Linked DNA regions of Oryctolagus cuniculus: region 2 is linked to region 1. Evidence: chromatin contacts called from public Micro-C data. All regions are on one chromosome and are shown on one strand. Each heading gives the region's core, a stretch centred on a gene start, on an enhancer-like site or on the middle of the called end of the contact. The rest is flanking DNA. Distances are from core to core; before and after follow the strand shown.

What was found. Hi-C and Micro-C count contacts between places; a contact is called where the count stands out from the background.
Region 2: a contact with region 1 is called in a Micro-C map of ear pinna, with 7 times the contacts expected there. The contact joins the promoter of CCPG1 here to the promoter of RSL24D1 in region 1. A contact is called at or near these places in 2 of 6 Hi-C or Micro-C datasets (ear pinna and an unstated tissue).

What each region holds. Positions count from the first base shown.
Region 1 is chr12:77,925,647-77,928,346 of mOryCun1.1, reverse strand. It overlaps RSL24D1 (ribosomal L24 domain containing 1), which reads left to right and starts at 1,383. Exons shown (of 6, transcript XM_002717715.5): 1 at 1,383-1,551. The coding sequence starts at 1,471.
Region 2 is chr12:78,127,674-78,130,383 of mOryCun1.1, reverse strand. It overlaps CCPG1 (cell cycle progression 1), which reads left to right and starts at 1,266. Exons shown (of 10, transcript XM_070054222.1): 1 at 1,266-1,462. It overlaps PIERCE2 (piercer of microtubule wall 2), which reads right to left and starts at 1,149. Exons shown (of 2, transcript XM_008268977.4): 1 at 922-1,149. The coding sequence starts at 939.

The DNA of each region.
Region 1 (2,700 bases), core at 134-2,633:
ACAGGCAAATATTACATGTTGTCTCTTCTATGTGGGAGACAAGATTAAAAGAAAAAGCAACTTAACCTGAGCACAGAATGTTGATTACTACAGCCTGGGAGGTTCAGGAGAGATAAAAGGAGTTTGGATAAATAACAGGGAAAGCTGGGTGTGATTCATTAATTGTGACAAATATACTAATACATGTTTTAGGGGAAATTGGGGGAGGGGCATATGGGAACTCATATTACTACCTTACAATTTTTTGTTTTGTAAATATAAAATTAATAAAATATTCATATAAAAATTAAAATAGTGTTTAGAAAGGCTCACATATAATAAGTCCATATTGGTTTGTTAGGAGGAAGTCTGAGAAGTACATTCTGACCTTTTAAAGTTTTTTTTTTTTTTTAAGATTCATTTATTTACTTGAAAGGTAGAGTTACAGAGAGAAGGAGAGACAAAGAGATAGAGAATCTTCCATCAGCTGGTTCACTACCCAAGTGGCCACAATGGCCAGAGGTGAGCTGAGCAGAAGCCAGGAGCTTCTTTCCTGTTTTGCACGTGAGTGCCGATTCCCAAGGGCTTGAACCATCCAGGTGCCTTAGCAGGGAGCTGGATCAGAAGTGCAGCAGCCAGGTCTTGAAGCAGCCCTCATATGGGATGTGAGTGTCATAGGCAGTGGTTTACCCCATTGTGCCACAGCAGCAGTCCCAACACAAGCATTTTTAAATTTACTGTTGCTTTCTTAAGAAGGTAAAGGAAATAACCTAAGACCACCAAGCAGCAGGCAGCAGCAACAGAGGCAACTTAAAAATTAGTTAATGCTGAATGTGGTTTGCTTTTGGTTTGGTTTTGCCACCATTAGTAATCAGGATGCCTGGTTTTAATGGCTACACATAATTAAAAGAGAAAACCTCAGGTTTGATAGGGGGTAGCGTATTGCAGCTGAGAACTCTGTCAATACCTAAACACAAAGCCAGGACCTAGTCTTTGTCCTTAGTCTCTTATGACAACTTGTAACCACAAATCTGCGCTTCGATGGGTCTGAGTTCAAATTCATACTATTTAATTTTTCCACGAATAATCCAAGGTGTTAACCTAAAGAAGTGATTTGCTTTGAATTACTTTCTATAAGTAAAACAAAAATCTTTTTAGTGAGAACATCTCTACATAGGACTTACAGGATTCCTACAGAAAAATCCCTCTACGATTGAGCGCACACATTGTAATTAAAACACATTCGTTCTCAAGAGCCATGCTTAGTCTGCGGCTCTGCGCCTGCGCCGGACGGCAGCGCTGTTGCCCGCCCGGCCTCCGGGAGGCGCTATCATGTTTGGATCCAGTCTTCTTGGCCAGCAGGACTGGAAGGTGCTTGTCTTTTCCGGGTTGGGGCCGGGGTCGGGGAGGAGAATCACTTCCTGTGGCCGGGCTACGTCACTTCCTCTCGGGCTAGGCCGTTTGGTCCGTGGGTACCCACGCGGATTCAGCATGCGTATCGAGAAGTGTTACTTCTGTTCGGGGCCCATCTACCCCGGCCACGGCATGATGTTCGTCCGCAACGACTGCAAGGTGGGGCGGCCGAGGCCGGCGTGGCGGTGGACGCCGGCTGTGGCCCGGGTTCACCGTCCTCTTCCGAGGGCCCTGGCCTGTCTCGTGTTCGGGGAGCCTCATTGCTGGTGTCTGAGCGCGGCTGGGGGCCGGACCACCCTTGGGCGGGGTTCACAGAGATTGGAGTCAGGCGCGAGCCCAGCCCGCGCCGCCGGGGAGCCTGGCTCGCTTGTAGGACAGCTTGGTCCCTCTTGTACGTGGTTCAGTTTCTTGAATGCTGTGCACTGTTGTTGAGCGCATGCCCAGTCAGGCATTCCACAGGTCCCCGTCCATCGAGAGAAGACGTGGTAGTGTCCACAGTGTGAAGAAGTGGTTAGACGAGCGGCGGGTGACTTCCTAGTAGAGCTGGGCGTCAAAGTTGCGAGAGGGGAGCCGGGGAGGGTTGCGGATGAAAAGTCCCAGAACGGAGGTGATGTTTGTTCTGTGTGTTGGAGAGAGAGAGAGAGGGAGGAGAGGGCACTCTAGGTGGAAGGAAAAATCAAGTTTGAGCAACGGCACGGGGCGGAGCTGTTACGTCTCCGAGGAAGAGAATGGGTTATAGATGTCGTTCGAGGCGTGGGGAAGTGCCAGGAATACGAGTGTGATAAGCCTGTGTATTTTTCATGGAATGCATAACAAACACATGCATCTAGGTATGAAACTTAGCTGTGAAAGACTTGCGAGTGTAATCTCTCATATCAGAGTGGAGCCCCTTCCTCCGCTTCCGTAACGTGTTTCTCCGAATTTGAGCTCTTCTGACTTACAGGGCGCTTGTTAAAAATACAGATTGCGTGTTTATACCAGATCTGTTGAGTTGCAGTATCTGTTGAGCGAAGTTATTTTTACATCCTTACGTTCGTTACCTTGTATCTCTTATTGACCAAAGGCGGACATATTAAATTGGGAGCAGGAATCTTGCTGAAAACTGTGTTTGGGAACTTGCACCAATGTCTAGGAGATCTTGAACACTTGTTGTCAGGAACTTGATACAGTTGTAATTCTCGTCCAACACTGCGTGTCAGCCGGGTGTTGGAATTAGAGCTGCTGAGAGCTGGGTGTGGATTCGGTAGACACAGTGGAAGTTCGCATTGCTGAGAACGTCTGTGTTGTCGGCTAGGACAGTGTTGAATT
Region 2 (2,710 bases), core at 17-2,516, 200 kb before region 1:
TCGAATGGAAGACCTCTCTCTCTCTCTCTGCCTCTCCTCTGTGACTCTGACTTTCAAATAAAGAAATAAATCTTAAAAAAAAAAAAGGAGAAAGCAAAACTAATTCAAACAATGTGAAAGGGTTACTTAACATACCATGTTAGCAACTTAAGGATAAGAAGGTTAATTAAAATTGCAAATACCTTTCAAAAAAGAAGTCTTAAAATTAGCTCATTGAAATTACTTTTGAGTATTCTAAAAATCTGCATATTGGTGATACCAGCTTTCTTACTAATTGTCAGATTCTACTCTTGACTTTCCAAAGTGTTTTAGCATAAACACATTTATATATATAAGAATATATAAGAATATAAATGAAAACAAGGCACTGAATAATCAAATGTATGTTATAGAAACTCTACGTACAGAATTATTTTTTTTTCTTTTTTGGTGTTGTGGCAACAATTGAAGTTAATAGGTGTATGGGTAACACAAAAGAAAAAAAGTTTAACTTCCAGGCAACTTTTTGTCTCTGCTCACGCCCACCTGTTAATTTTTCTTAAACTTATGTTGCCACAACTGAAGGACAGACTTTATTCTGTTTACATTAAATGGTGACTTAAGTGCACCATCTCCCCTCCTCCCCCGTATGCATTTTTGGTCAAGGCACAATGTAAATAAATGCAAACTTAAGGGACATTTGCCTTGTTCAAAACCATCCCCAGTCTGCAGTTGTAGCACCAGTTCTTAGCATCCCCAATAGTCTTGACACCATGAGAAGCAATCATGGCTTAATAAAACCTTCATTTACATTGGTAAATGCAAAAGCTCTGTGGTTGCTTAGAATTCTCTGGAGGCTGGGTGGGAATAGGTGGTGCCTCAGATTATATCAAAGAATATCAAACAACAATCAAAAGCATTTAGTCCTCTGCTCAGACCCACCCAGTCGGTGTCCGTCATTCTCGCTCCCTTGGTAAATTCTTGGTAAAATCTTCTCTTGCAGCAGATGGCAGAAGAGCGGCGAGCGCCCCGGGAAGTGGCCTTTTACCTGCACCTAATTAAACTAGAGAGGAACTATTGGCTGGATCAGTGAGCATAAACCGATCCGCCCGACCCAGGCAGCTTTCCTAGTCCTTTCTGGTGGCGGCAGCTCGTCTCCATAGCAACCGGCCGCGGGCGCCGGGGCCCGGATGTTGTGAGGCTCCGCGGCCTCCTGGCCCGGCTTCCTGTAGCCGCCCCGTGGTGAGCTGCACTCCTTTCTGGGAGTCGTAGTTCCTTACTCCGCCGCCGCCTGGAATGGATCCGCGAATGGGACTACGAGTCCCGGCATGCGCTGCGGAGAACTGCCGGCCGCCGCCTCCCGGCTGCGGACGCCCGAGAGCAGGTTGTTGTTTTTATGAGAGGCGTCACTGGCGCCTGGAGCTGTGACTGCCGCCACCGTGACAGCCAGTGCCGTCTGGCGAAGGTGGCGCTGCCCCTTCAGGTATGACTCTGGGCGAGTTCAGACCCCGCGAGAGGGTTTGGGGCCGACTGTCGGGGCGCGTGGACTGCACCCTCGGCACGGCAGCCTCCCTGGACAGCGGTGCAGTTTCTCTCCTGGGAAGGGGCTTCTCGGGCGGGCACTGGACCCGCTGGCGCTTGGCTGGGGCGACCGCCTCGGGGCAGGAGTCCACAACCCTCGCGGTTCGAGCTCACCCATGGGGCTTGGGGCCGGGTGGTCCTGTAGACTCCAAGCCTCGCGCGCACCTCGGAGCTGTGCTCCGGCGTGGGGCAGCCGGCGGCCCCGGGGACCCTTGTTTCGCTGGGTAGTTCTGGGGCGCTTCTCGGTCTCGACTGATGGGAGTCCATATGGTAAGATGAAGGGTGCGTCAGCCTGCCGAGTTTCCTGCCGGCCCATCTTTTTTGGTGACGTTTGAACCCCGTGATGCCAGGAATAGAAAGATTAAGTGTGAAATAATGCAGCTGCGATTTCTGCTGTTGCGCCAGCCTGGTAATGATCAAATCGCGGCCCCTACACTTCTCCCCTCAACCCGCCTTTCTTAGCGTCCATCTCTTAATTGATTTGGCGTGGTCAACAGCTGACCCACGCAGTCCCTTGCAAGCGTTCCGTGTTTGTCTTTAATTATAATGAATCTCCAACGCTCTTTCATCGGGAGCGCCGATTTTAAGGAACCCAGACAAGGAAGATAACTTTGTTTAGTGGTGCAATTGCACTGTTCCGACTTAGACTTAGTGAAACACGGAATTGAAAGACGGGCTTTCTTGAAGCTACTGTAGGTGTAGCTGCTTAGTACCGCTGATTTTAGGCTAATTTGCCTTCTTCAGTTCACATGCACAGTTATCAGCGCATATCTTTGGTTTAAGGTTTGCATCTTGCTACGCCCTGCACCTCCCAGGGGCTATTTTTACACACAAAGTGTGAATGGTTTACTATTTTTTCCTGAGCCTGTTGTGGAATGGTGGAAGGGATGGAGAAAGTGAGATTGTTTTAATTCATGATTTTGACCTCTTTACACTAAGAATGGGGTGCCAGTCAAAAGAGTTTGAAAAGAAACTTATTCCTGAACAGTATTTTAAGAGATGTGGCAAATACTCATTTTTAAATGAAAACTGCCCTGAAAGGAGTGTAATCTCCATTTTGTGAATTTAACCATAGAACAAGTGATTATATTTCCATTAAAAATAAGATGTAAGAGATATTTAGTTATAAAAGTGGTTCTCTAGATGATGA